Regions from separate parts of the Mus musculus genome. Here region 2 is linked to region 1. Evidence: chromatin contacts called from public HiChIP or PLAC-seq data. All regions are on one chromosome and are shown on one strand. The core of a region is the stretch at or near the end of the contact, and the rest is flanking DNA. Distances in the headings are between cores, read along the strand shown. Region 1 holds the start of Ccno (cyclin O). Region 2 holds the start of Hspb3 (heat shock protein 3).

What was found. HiChIP or PLAC-seq counts read pairs in DNA pulled down with a chosen protein or histone mark.
Region 2: an H3K4me3 HiChIP or PLAC-seq map of stem cell-derived neural progenitor cells shows a contact between it and region 1, with 4 times the contacts expected there. The contact joins the promoter of Hspb3 here to the promoter of Ccno in region 1. A contact is called at or near these places in 1 of 39 promoter capture datasets (hippocampal neurons) and 1 of 115 datasets of contacts at active chromatin or transcription factors (stem cell-derived neural progenitor cells).

Annotation. Positions count from the first base shown.
Region 1 is chr13:112,984,722-112,991,243 of GRCm38.p6, reverse strand. It overlaps Ccno (cyclin O), which reads right to left and starts at 3,442. Exons shown (of 3, transcript NM_001081062.1): 1 at 2,960-3,442; 2 at 2,168-2,353; 3 at 466-1,672. The coding sequence starts at 3,346. The coding sequence ends at 1,187.
Region 2 is chr13:113,658,068-113,665,149 of GRCm38.p6, reverse strand. Hspb3 (heat shock protein 3) reads left to right here and starts at 1,474. Exons shown (of 1, transcript NM_019960.2): 1 at 1,474-2,254. The coding sequence starts at 1,658. The coding sequence ends at 2,122. Gm34586 (a long non-coding RNA gene) reads right to left here and starts at 4,330. Exons shown (of 6, transcript XR_382933.3): 1 at 4,266-4,330.

The DNA.
Region 1 (6,522 bases), core at 2,193-4,692:
TACAGAAACAAATCCCTTTTAAGCTTAACACGCCCCCCCCCCACACACACACACAGGTCCACTGTGAGGTTCAATGAAATTCAAGAATTTGTTGCAGGTGGTGGAGCTGAGGGTCAGAGCCTACAGCTGATTAATGACAATGAGTCTAAAGATCATGTGACAACTGCAGAACCACAGTACCCTAGGGTGCTGCTTGCTTCTCGGCCAAGTTTCCTATCTAGAGAGTCCTGGAGCAAGGCTTAGAAGACAACTGAACAGAGTTCAGGGGCGCTAAATGGAGAACGAGGGCGTTAGAATTTCCAAAAACAAACGGGGGGGGGGGGGGAGCTTAGCAATGTGGCTAATGGTTAAGACTCATGGATGGCATTGCCTCCAAGTCCTGTGTCCCAGTGTCAGCCTCTGGAAAGTGGGACAAGACTGTTCCAAAGCATTCTCCAAGAGTAAAATAATTGTCGCACACAGGATATGTTGCAAATAGTATAATATTTATTACTGCCGTACCAGAATTACCCTGGGCTCATGCTGCAGTATAAACTGAACCATGAGTGTAGCTGCAGAGGAAATGACCCAGGTTGCAACAGCTATAACAATACGCAAAAGGCATTCCAGCATTTCCTGTGTTGCACCAGGGACTGTCTCTTGCTTCACCCACTGCTAGTATGGCTGCCCGGTCCCCAAAGCTTCCCAGCTCCACATCAGTTAGTGCAGCCACTGCCTTTCCGGACAGCACAGACCACTCTGACTTCTAACCCTGTCTCATTCTCCTTGGGCCACTGGCATGGGGGAGGGAACTCAGCCTCCTGACTGGAGGGGGTTAAGATACGGACAAGCCACCTTGACTTGTCTGCTTTCTGGAACAGTGGCATATAAAATCTTGCCAGGTTGTTTTCACAGAGCTAACTACAAAGTAAAACTGTGGGAGCAGGGAAGAGCCTCCGGAATTGGCTACCTCGTGATGGACTTCGCCTGGGAAAAGCAGACAGTCAGGCATGCCAACAGCAGCATTTAGACAAGCCAGAACTGTCACCCCTGCCCTTGTGTACTACAAAATAAATAAAGAATCCGTTATTGTACAGTATTTACAGGTAGGAGACCTCAACTTCTCTTTGGATCTGTACTGCATATTCTCCTTAAGGCACGGAGCAGGGACCAGGGAATTTTAAAAAGGAGCTCAAGGGGGTGCTTTTTATTGCCAACTCTGGGGCAGGCTGCACCTCTCCCAGATCTGGGGAGGCAGAATGCGAGGCAGGGAGCTGCTATTGATGGACACTAGCGTCTGCAGCTTGCCCAGACAGTCTTGCAGTGTGGCCTCTGGGTGCTCTCCCAGGCGCAGGTCCATCTCGTGCTGGTGCTGCAGCAATCCGTCAGCCAGCGCCAGGCAGCAGATAGCCATCAGGGACGGCGTGTAGGTAGTGAACGCGTAATCCGTTAGGCTCAGCTCCGCCACTCCCCGGGCCAGGGTTTGAGCCTCTAGAGCTTCGGTGACCTCAGCCTGGCCGGCTTCCATGCGCCACTGAGTGAAGTGCTCCAGGAAGAAGTTGATGGTGGGCGCGCCCAGGCTGAAGTGGAGCTTATGCAGCACGATGCACTCCAGGTTGCACAGCTGCTGCCGGGAGAACGCACCGCCGCACAGGGCCAGGAGCTGTTTCAAGCGAGGTGGGTGCACCTCTACCTGCAACACAGAGTGTGCTCCAGTTCCGGACTGGTGGGTACCTGGGACCCAAATCCATCCAGCCTAAAACCCGGGAGAAAACTGGGACTCGAACTCTATATTCCTTCCACTTCCACAATTCCGCTCCTGAAACCTCTCCCCCCACCCACAGCTGCTAGTGCACCTTCTCTATCTACAACCCAACTTTAAAATGTGTGTGTGTGTGTGTGTGTGTGAGAGAGAGAGAGAGAGAGAGAGAGAGAGAGATTGACTTTAAAAGCATCTTTTCCAGAGACAAGTACCACAAAGCTTTGGTTGGGCGGCCAGCTACAGCCTAACCTCTTTGTAGTCTGAAAGGATTGTTGCTGTGAGTGGTAAGAGAAGTTAAGGCTATGACATGGAAAGATCTTCGAGCATCTGCCCAGATAAGCCAAGCAACCCAGCCCTAAGCCATGCACGAGTTGGGGAAGGGGGGCGCTGGCTGCAAACACATCGCACTCTTTCGCCTGGTGGTACCTGCTTGCAAGCGATGAGCAGACAGGTGACCCCGAGCAGCTGGAAGCAGTCTGCAGCAACAGGGGTCGTGAGGAGAAAACGGTCCAGAGTATTCACGGTCAGACACAGCGACTCGAAAGAGAGGCCGAACTGGCGGTGGACTTGCAGGAGCCAGCTGAGCAGTTTACAGCGCGATTCGGCAGTCACCTGGCCGGGAGCGAGAGGGGGAGTGTGCTGAAGCGCGCGCCCGAACAAAACAATCCAGAGAGGCAGAGAGGCAAAGGGGAAAACGCTAAATGACTGAAAAATAGGAGGCACGTGGGGGGGAGGGGGGGAGGTACGGGCCTGCCTTAAACCAGGCGTTCCGGAACGCCTGGGAACGTTTGGGCTCGCGCCTGGTATTGTGCACAGTGCATTAGGGCACACTACCCAGTCTAACCCTCTCAGCAAGTCAAAGGGACTATAAGGGGTGGGGGGTGGGGGGTAAAGTTTTTGTTTTTTTTTTAAACAGAAGTGCAAGCAAATTTAGGAGTTCTGGATCTGACGTAGAAGCTGTCGAACTGCGTTATAATAAAACTCCTCTACCCACCCCCTATAACTTCCGATATCCACCTCTCCACCCACAACCTTTCTCCATCTAAATAGGTCAGTGGGCCAATCCTTGAAGGTCCCAATTGCTCCTACTGATGGCAGATAATGGGCTGCAATGACTAGGGCTGTGCGAAGGGCAGCCAGCAGCCATGGAGAGAGCGAGCTAGCCTGGGAGAGACAGAAGCGCGACGGCCCCGGGTCTGGCTCTTGCCAGCGCCTCACTTGTGGCTGGCGCGCCAGCGACTCCCGCGGGTGGAAAAGATTCTCCTGCGCCTTTCGGAAGTCGTAGCAGCTCTGGCCGTATTCTCGGAAGGTCTGGAGATCCAGCGCTGTCAAGGGCTGGGCAGGGTTGAGTAGGGAGCTGCAGTCCCGCGCCGCAGACACTGCGGGGCTGTCGGCGCCGTCCGAGCTGGAGCTGGGGGACTCGAAAAGGTCACAGACGCCCGAGTCTCCCGGGAGCGAACACGCGTTCAGCGGCCGCAGCGGCTTCTTTCTCCGGAGGCACGGGCGTCTGCTCTTCTTCACTGGGGCGCGGAGGTTCTGGTGGCTGTCTCGCCTCCCGGCTCCCGCGGCGGGGCTGCCCGGGCTGGCAGGGCAAGGGGTAACCATGTTACAATCGGGTAGCGCTCCTAGCGTCTACGACGCCCGGAGCGTCGGCGCGAGAGCTGCGAGGAAGATCCGGTCCCGCTGGCGGCGCAGCTCTAAGTACCCGGACTGTGCCTTCCCTCCACCACTCCCCCGGCCTCTCACTGGCTGAGCCCCGAGCCGCCCACGGGCCGCGCTTTCCCGGAGGCAGAGCCACACCCCTCGCGTGCGAGCAACGCGTGGCCCCCGCGCTGGTTGCAGGGGGAGGAGGCGTTGCAACTCCCGCCTCTCACCCGCCTTCAGCTGCAGGCTCCGCGCGTCTGTCGTCACCGTGGCAACCGCAGCCCGGGTCCTGGCGCCAGCTGCTTGAGCTCGGTGGAAGAGCGTAAAGATCACTGGCCACCTAGGGGAGCCATGGGCCGTCTGAGCGGTTCAGCCGCCCCCGGAAAAAGGGAAAGGCTGCTCCGGGGAACCTGGTCCTTGGTTAGATTGTCTGGCCTGGTGTGATCATCTTTTATGCCAACCCTCATCCAGGTGGGTCCGCCTCTGAGCTCCGGACCAAGATCAGGCTAGGTTTTCTTCAGTGACCCATAAAAGGACTTGATTTGCGACTATTTTATTTCATTCCGCTGGCCCAGGGAAGGAGAACTTTGGCGCGTCGCTAACGTCTGTTAAGTATGTGGGAGCCCGTCCTGTCAGACAGGTATTTGTGATCCAAAAACGTAGGAAGTTACTTCAAATGACCGTCGCACAAGCCCGCTGCCCTCTGGATACTTTGCCCCGCACTTTTCATCCCGAGCCAAACACGCCAAGGCTGCAGCCGTTTAGGGCCTTAATGTCACAGGTGGCATTTCTGTGGAATTGCTCACAGTGTGTTCTGCTTTGGGTCATTAGCTTTTAACCCTCTACCTTTCTAGGTTATTCTTTGTGCCCAGGGTAGGATGGAGGGAAATCAAAGGAATGCAGAGTTGGGGGAGGGGGAGGCGCGGGGACAAGAGAGAAAGGTAGAATGTGACACCTTCTCCATTCTCAACCCGTGTACTCCAAACTCCGGTCCTGATCTAAAAGAGACGTTAAGGCGCTGTGAGTTCTGCACACGCGGCCGTCCTCACTGATTCCAAAGACAGCTGGAAATTGTTGGAGTCCACGTGCAAATCCTCCCCCTAGAAACTTGCCAGAGAAGCAGGTGAGGGGAAAGGGCTGGATTTCAGCTTCTCGCCTCCGTTTCTATTCTCTGTGATTCTGAAGGCGCTTTAAATTGCAGCACTTGTGTGACGCGGGGTTGCTGAGAATCACCTGAGAGGAGTTTTCTACATGCAAGTGCCTGGCTTTCTGTCTCCTCTCAGGCTGTTGATGGGTAACATTACGGGGAGATCAACCGAATCCACAGCAAGGGGGCCACATAGCAGACCTCTTCCTAGAAGAGTTTTCTGGGTGAGGAGGAAGGATCTAGGAACTCTCTGATTCTGCCTCTTGGTCCAGCGGGAAAGAGCACAAAGCACCTCATCAGTAGGATCCAGAGTGTACCTATTTAATGATCTTGTTCAGCAAGACATTATTCGGTCTCCATTTCGTCGTCTGTAAAAGGATATTACTTGCCTTGCGAGTCAAGTAACATCGATGAGAAATCTTGAAACTCCCCCCCCCCCCGTTAATTTATTTTATTTATTCACTTTACATCCCTATCGCAGCTCCTCCTCCTCTCAGTTACCGCCTCACATCGCCCCTTCCCCCTCCTTCCCTGCATTGAGAAGGGGCCGCCCTCTCCCTCTGAGTACTAACCCATCCTGACACACCAAGCCCCTGCAGGCCTGGGCACAAGCTCTCCCGCTGTGGCCAGACAAGGCAGCCACAAGCAGACAACAGTCAGGGACGGCTCCCACTCCAGTTGTTGGGAGACCCTCTTGAAGAGAAAGTCCTTTTTAAATGCAAAATAGTAGAGTCCTCTTGAACCTGATCCAGGGGGGTCAAGAATGTTGTTCTGCTGGGGGAAACTGAAGACTGATCAGGCCATCTGTGTGTGGTAAGGCTCTCCATGCTGAACAGACTTTTTTCCCCCAAGGCCTGTACTTAGAGTCAATCCCAACAGACACTGCCTGAGTCTCAGCTTGAAGGACCTATTATTCAGCTTTGGCAGAGTGCTTGCTGTGTCGCCTGCTGTGTGGAACCTGCAAGGAGCTGGTGTTCAGGTGGGATAAACAAAGAGCCATGTGCCATTCTTAAAGGACTGAAATGTGAGCCGGGCGTGATGGTGCACGCCTTTAATCCCAGCACTCGGGAGACAGAGACAGAGGCAGGTGGATTTCTGAGTTCAAGGCCAGCCTGGTCTACAGAGTGAGTTCCAGGACAGCCAGGGCTACACAGAGAAACCCTGTCTCAGAAAAGGCCAAAAAAAAAAAAAAAAAAAAAACCAAAACCAAACAAACAAAAAAGGACTGAAATGTGATGGGGGAGGGGACCAAGATATCAATTTAAATTCAAATGTCAGATAAACAACAAATGCATTTCTCATAAGGATGTCACAGAAATTGTATGAGACATATCTACAAGAGAAAAATGTTTATCTGATAATTACCTGAAACACTGTACTATATGGAACAGCAAGCTATCTTTTAAAGATTTTTTAAAAAAAGATTTATTGGGGCTGAGAGATGGCTCAACGGTTAAGAGCACTGACTGCTCTTCCGAAGGTCCTGAGTTCAAATCCCAGCAACCACATGGTGGCTCATAACCATCCATAACGAGATCTGGTGCCCACTTCTGGTGTCTGAAGACAGCTACAGTGTACTTACATATAATAAATAAATAAAATTAAAAAAAAAAAGATTTATTTATTTTATATATATGAGTGCACTGTAGCTGTCTTCAGACACACCAGAAGAGGGCATCAGATCCCATGACAGATGGTTGTGAGCCACCACGTGGTTGCTGGGACTTGAACTCAGCACATCTGGAAGAGCAATCAGTGCTCTTAACCTCTGAGCCATCTTCCAACCCCCAACAGACTATTCTTTTATCTGATATTCAAATTCAACTGAGCCCTGCAACTTCACAGCAGGATCAGCCTCACTGTTCTGGAAAGAGTAATGAAAAATTGATGGTAAAAACCAAGGTAGGGGGGAGGGAGGGAGGCAGAAGAGGAGGGCTGGACAAGAGTATTCTAAGTAAAAACAGGCTGTAGGAGGATCTGGCAGCAGTCC
Region 2 (7,082 bases), core at 225-2,724, 680 kb before region 1:
GTCTGTCACTATACCAGTACCATGCAGTTTTGATCACAATTGCTCTGTAGTACAGTTTTAGGTCCGGCATGGTGATTCCACCAGAGGTTCTTTTATCCTTGAGAAGAGTTTTTGCTATCCTCGGTTTTTTGTTATTCCAGATGAATCTGCCGATTGCCCTTTCTAATTCGTTGAAGAATTGAGTTGGAATTTTGATGGGGATTGCATTGAATCTGTAGATTGCTTTTGGCAAGATAGCCATTTTTACAATGTTGATCCTGCCAATCCATGAGCATGGGAGATCTTTCCATCTTCTGAGATCTTCTTTAATTTCTTTCTTTAGAGACTTGAAGTTCTTATCAGGAATTCAAGCCCATACCTAAACATGATAAAAGCAATCTACAGCAAACCAATAGCCAACATCAAAGTAAATGGTGAGAAGCTGGAAGCAATCCCACTAAAATCAGGGACTAGACAAGGCTGCCCACTTTCTCCCTATCTATTCAACATTGTACTTGAAGTCCTAGCCAGAGCAATTAGACAACAAAAGGAGATCAAGGGGATACAAATTGGAAAGGAAGAAGTCAAAATATCACTTTTTGCAGATGATATGATAGTATATATAAGTGACCCTAAAAATTCCACCAGAGAACTCCTAAGCCTGATAAACAGCTTCAATGAAGTAGCTGGATATAAAATTAACTCAAAGAAGTCAATGGCCTTTCTGTACACAAAGGATAAACAGGCTGAGAAAGAAATTAGGGAAACAACACCCTTCTCAATAGTCACAAATAATATAAAATACCTTGGCAGACTCTATTTTTATGTAGCACATCTTGAAGAAGTTCCGCGGCAGCTGCCTCAGTCTTGGCCAGTGGAAGGACAATGAAAGGGTGCTCTAGTTGAGAAATGATGTGCAGTGAGTGTCTTTGCCCATTCAATAGCATGGTGTTGATTAGATTCATTCTTTGTTTTCTGAACCTTAATATGAAATAGTTGAACGCTTTGCATTTTGCCCTCTGCTATTGACTATTTCTGTCAGTCCTGAGCTCCCAGGCTCCCTCTGAAGTTGCACAGTCTTCTCGCTTAGTCATCCCATCTCATTTTGCCGAGTCAGATGTACAAACACCAGCTGATGTGGTTCAGGTGTCCTTTAGGCACAAAAGAGTAAAAAGAACGGAATAGGATCCGAACTTAGCTGGAGTTTAGTAGCTGTTTGAAATTGATTGATTTCTCATAAACCAGAGTTAGAATCGTCTCTCCCCGAATGGAATTTTCAGGCAGAGGGAGAGGCTTGTACTGAGATGATTGCACACTTTGCAGGTCACACGGTGTGATCTTCAAGCGCTGCTTCTGGTTTCTACTTTGTGTTTTGGGGTGAACAAGGCAGACAGGCCTGCCAAGGCTAAGGGAGCGTGCAAGTGCGATCCCTGCCTGGCCCACTTGTACAGGCTGTGAGCTAAATGCAACTCGCAGAGGCGGCTATAAATAGCCATTCATTGTCAGTGTGTGTGAAAAGACAAGAGTCAGTGTGCCGGTCTGATTCAGCCCCAATTAAGCTGCCGTCTGGGCAGGACTGTAAACGGAGCTGCTAGGACTAAGAATCGAGTCCGCAGGCAACGCCAGAGACTAGACACTCACGGAAGGGAAGTGGTTCAACGCTGGAGTCGCCTCTGCTATGGCAAAAATCATTTTGAGGCACCTCATAGAGACCCCAGTGCGTTATCAGGAGGAGTTTGAAGCTCGAGGCTTAGAAGACTGCAGACTGGATCATACACTATACGCACTGCCCGGGCCAACCATCGAGGACCTGAGTAAAGCCAGAGGCGCAGGCACGCCACAGGCTCTGGCAGAGGACTCAGCCTCCACGGAGAAGCCACCCGGAGAAGGCAAATCCCGTTTCCAGATCCTGCTGGATGTGGTCCAGTTCCTGCCCGAGGACATCATCATCCAGACCTTCGAGGGCTGGCTGCTGATCAAGGCACAGCACGGAACCAGAATGGACGAACACGGGTTTATATCGCGGAGTTTCACCAGACAGTACAAACTGCCAGATGGAGTCGAAACCAAAGATTTGTCTGCCATCCTCTGTCATGATGGAATCTTGGTGGTGGAAGTCAAAGATTCACTAGGGACCAAGTGAAAGCCTTTTGGTTGCTCTTCATACCCCAGGAAGGAAGATGAAAGCCAGGGACACCCCGGGAATGCTTAAACTTTTGAGATGGATTGCTGTCACTTTTATGAGGATTAAAAAAAACCAAATGTATCCACCGTTCCTGGTATGTGGAGGTTGTCTTTCTTATTGGTAGCCAGAAAGGAAGGTTTTCAAATGTGTTTGTGCAGTTAGGAGTGCTGCTGCTTTTACAATGAAGCCACCTCAGAGCTAGCAGACTGTGGTTGGTACTAGAGAATGCTCAGCCTGGTTTTTGATGAGTCTAAAATTCCACAGAGGCCATTTGGACAACCCATGGCAAACCAGTCCTTGTCAGTAAAGAGATCTGATTTTTCCTCACTGTATGAAAAGTTTCTGCATTGCTAGAAAGAGGGGGGAGGGCTTCAAAGAGAAAATTTTATTTCTGTATACTATAATTTACGGGACCTGGGTCTGAATCTAGTTAAAAGTCACAACAGTTGTTGCTCATTTAAACATCAGTGGGGATCTTCAGGTATTTTAGTTTTTTAAAAGTTCCCATATAGACCACATATAGTTTTCAAAGCTAAACTGAACCCTACCAGAAGTTTTGCTGCTAGACAATGTATACTACTTGCTTTGGTGTTATATTTGTTAGCCCAGAGTGTATAGTGTCTCGTATGCTAGGTGTGGGAAACTAAAACGTTGCATTGCTGGGCTCAGGAAATCTTAATGCTCGCTATTTTGAAGGGGGGATGGCCAGTGCCAGCGTCTGCTGTCTCTACTGGTCGAAAGTTTTAAATAACCTTGCGGCCAGTGAGGAACCTGAGCTCACGCAGCCATGAGAGCTGGGTGCATAGTCTGGGGCAGCACATGCTTGTCAGGACTCCCTTAGTGCCTCTGTTCTCCCAAACTGCTGCTTTGACTCTGGATGGAGCTGGTAGAGGTTAAGAAAGGGAGGCTTGCCTTCAGCAGCTGCTCGTAGGCATTTAGAATATGTGCTAGCTCATTCTATGCATCCTAAATACTTCCGTGGAGAAAGTGGCCGCTTTCTGTTTCACTGGGTGCTGAATGTGAGCTCACAGGGAGAGAGGCCAGGCCAGTGCTAAGAATAGAAAGAAGATCTCAGAGTGTGGCTGTCACCTGTGTGGAGGCAGACAGCTGTCATGGTGCTCCTCCATCTTGCCTCTCCTCTCTTCAAGCTAAAACAGGGAAGTTGGGGAGTCAGTAAAAACCAGAAATCAAACAGAGTCTGGGGTGACATTTGCTACTTTTTGCTAACATCGAAAAGATGTTGGAGCATCTGTTTATATGAAATTCGTGTCTAAAGCTGACGTTTGGGGTATGAAGTCTAGGATGAGATGTTTTTGTTTGAGAAATTGAAACTTACATGAACAGTGGGGCACAACAAAGCTAACCAGTGTGAGTGGGATACCAGATGCTAACAGGATGAGAAGTGGGATACAATGCAACGCCAGTCAAACATTGTTGCCATCCGAGTAATTATGTAGCCAATAGTGGTTTTAGAAACAAATAGCTCCAAGGGCTCTCTCATTTGGTTCCGGACTTTCACTAGTCAACACCTTCCTTCTACCCTTGGGGATTTTTTTTTCCTTTCAAAAACTGAAAACTCAACACATCTCCAGTTAGCATTTCTTTGTTTCTAGATAAAATTAAAAATTCAAAGGCATAGGAGAAGGTTCTAGGTTTTTCAAACACTATAAAAAATGAAATGATTCATTATCGACCACGATGAGCCTGTTACTTTAAATAGCTAGCTCATGTTTCCTTATCCGTCTGGGCAAAATTAGAATTATCCTTGCATGAAATCTGACATCCCGATTGTCATCAGCCCAAACATTCTCTGTGCCTCCTAGCCCCAGTCTGACACAGGCTACACTGTTTTGGTCTCCAATTGGTTTCAGCCAATGAGAGGCACCCACTGAGGAGCAGAGGGATTACAGCTCAGAGGAGGGACAAGCTTAGGTGTCCCCAAGAGCTTTTCTACCCATCCCACAGTTCTTGAATAATGAGAATTCAGAGGCTCATTTATGTATGAATAAGCGTAGGCCCTAAGCTTTGGCTTGTTCCCCAACTATCTTATAGCTCATATAGCCCATTTAAACTATTCTATACCTTCTGCATGGCTAGTTACCTCTCCTCAGTTTCATGCCCCGGACTTCCTCAGAGGCGAGGACAAACTTCCGGCTTCTGCCTATTTCCCAGAGTTCCAATCTGTCTATTGGAACTCCCACCTTCTACTTCCTGCCTGTTGCTAATAGGCCATCAGCTTTTTATTGACAGGTGATATTTCCACACAGCACACAAGGCTTGTTTTTCCTACTTAACTTCCACAGTGCAGCTGACCAACGTTTCTCCAGGGCCAGTGTCCTCCAGCAGACAGATCCCTAAGGGATAATCCAGTCCTTATGAGTATGTGGAATTACAACATTGGACCCTTCTGTAAAAGATGTGGCCTTCTCACCTTCTTGCCCCTGGCATATCTCCATTCCTCATTAATTCCCTGTCTCTGCCACCCTGTCACAGATGGTGTGCTCATTAAGATTTCTTGAGAAGTACAATTCTGTCTCTGGTTGGAACCTGGTCTGCGTGCCATTTTGTGAGATAGGAAGAGGTGGAGGAGCAGAGAATTGGATTTGCACCCAGGAAGCGTCTCAGGATGCAGGCAACTGCATCATCTGGGAGGCGGGTGACACATTCAGAAAGGTGGGGAGGTCACAGAGCTTGCATCCAAATGCACCTGTAATACTGCAGGAAGCAAAGGGCCGGCAAATGTGACAACCTATGACATCTGTTGCTTGGCATCTTAATGCTACCTTCAAATTTTATCGATCCCCCCCCATGCCCCCTCTTATATCTAAAGTTAACCCTCTGGTGCTAAAACAATCTTAAATGTTTCCAACATTTTGTTTCCCTGTCATTTGTAAACCAAAGTTAGCCCGTCTCTGTCTGTAGTTGAGCTGCCGGCCTTGCATCCTGGAAGTCTAGAAGTGACTGGCATTTTGAAGAATTAGTTTCACATTCACCTCCCAGGGTATGAACGACACTCAGGCCTTTAATCTGTCCTTGACCTCAATCTTACCTGCTTGCCCTCTAAGGTAGAGATAACACTGGAAACCTTGTATTGCCAACAAAACAAAGAACACAGGCCTTGAAGCTGGCTCTCCTCATCTATGAGGACAGCAAAGTACTAAGAAGCAAGCAGGAAACCAACCCCTTGTTCCTGCATGTTCAAAGAAGTCCAGCTCGCCCAAGCTTACCGTCAGCCTTCAGAGTGCTGATCGTACTGGCGATTCAGTACACTTAAGGAGCACAAGGGCTCTTCTCAAAGTCACCTGAAAGGGGTGTTTGTTTGTTTGTTTCTTTCTTTTCTGGTTGAGTTTTTCTTGTTTTTTTTTTCATTCTGAATAATCATGTCTGCCCACATATCTCTCCCTCTCCTGCTCTCTCTCCCTCTCCCACCTCCATTCCTCTCAGATTTTTGAGTCAATGTTTCAGTAGCTCAGGTTGGCCTCCATTTTGTAGCACTCTTCTTCTTCAGCCCCTTAAGCAAGCCCCAGATGTCCTTTAGCATGGTCTGCTACACGTATCATTAGACTAGAAAATGAACTGTACTGTCTTATTTCACAAGAATGTACTCAACAAAGAGTTTGGCCTTCCTACAAAACTTTGACCTTGGTCAGGGGTTTTAATTTTTCCTCCTTATATGTTAGTCTTATGTGTTTATTACAGCCATGGCCTCTTGTTCCAGAAATGAATTTCTGTAAACGCCCAGTTGCCGCTGCTTAAAATTCTCTGGTGAGGACAGGGTGCGGGCAGCTTCACCTGTGGAAGACCTATGCATTAAAATTTGCAAATAGGATCTGTATGGGACAATCTGAAAGTAAACAGCCAGGGAGGACAACTGATTTTTTAAAAGTCAGTGGGTCAGGATTCAGATTTATTCTTATTAATGTGATTATCTGAAAACTGCTGTTGGTTAAACTTAGTGTGTCCAATACTTATTATTAAAAACAAGTGAGATACAAGCTCAGGTTTAAAAGAAAAATCTTCCAGCTTAACCAAACTCTACCTTTCACCAATAGCCATTGTTCTTTCTACAAGCTATTAAATAATAAGGTTGAGAGAAGAATTAAAATATTGATTTTCTGTGTTTACTTACAGTTAATTCTCTTTCTTGCCTTTTCTTTTTTTGGATAGGGGCTTGTATACACTCAGAATATTCCTTCTTCCGCTCCCAGGCAGGAGGGAAAGATAAACAGACGCCTGTCAGGCTCTTGTATGAGAAACCAGATCATGACCTTGTCTCTTCCTAAAAGTCCCCCAACCCCCTTAATTTCATCACATTGTCGGAAACTGAGTTTTGGACTTGACACTTTCAAACACTTTCACTGTGTGAAATAATGCTCAGAAAGTGGCCAGATCTCACTTCTGTTGCGATAAAACCTGTAGCACTTCGTTGTGTGCCTTGCCATGCCTGTGGCTTTAATAGAGTTCTTTTCTCTATACAGCAATCCACTTATGGAGTGGACATACCCCACTCTACCCCATACATAAATCCAAACTGATGATGATCAAGTTCCAAGCATGTATGTTTCTGATTTTCTCAGTAAGAAGCCTCTCTGCCTGCTTAGGAAGTCTGAGGTTTAGGCTTACTTCGTGTAGCAGGATAGCTGATGTCTCCTTTTCAACTACAAAGTAGCTTTCCCTCACTGAGGTTAAACTTTGTATTGCCTTTGTCCTCATTTTTAAGGGGTTTTAGAAAACCTGTTTTTCAGTGACTTTGCCAACATCCAAGATTCAATCATCAATCAAACATGGAGCCCAGAGGCCTTTTCTTTCTTCTTAGAGAACCTAGAGGGATATCTTTCTTCCCTGAGCCAAAAGGGCTCCACACACCACCACTACCTTCTGTCTCACACAGGAAGCACAATTCCTGTCCCTAGAATTT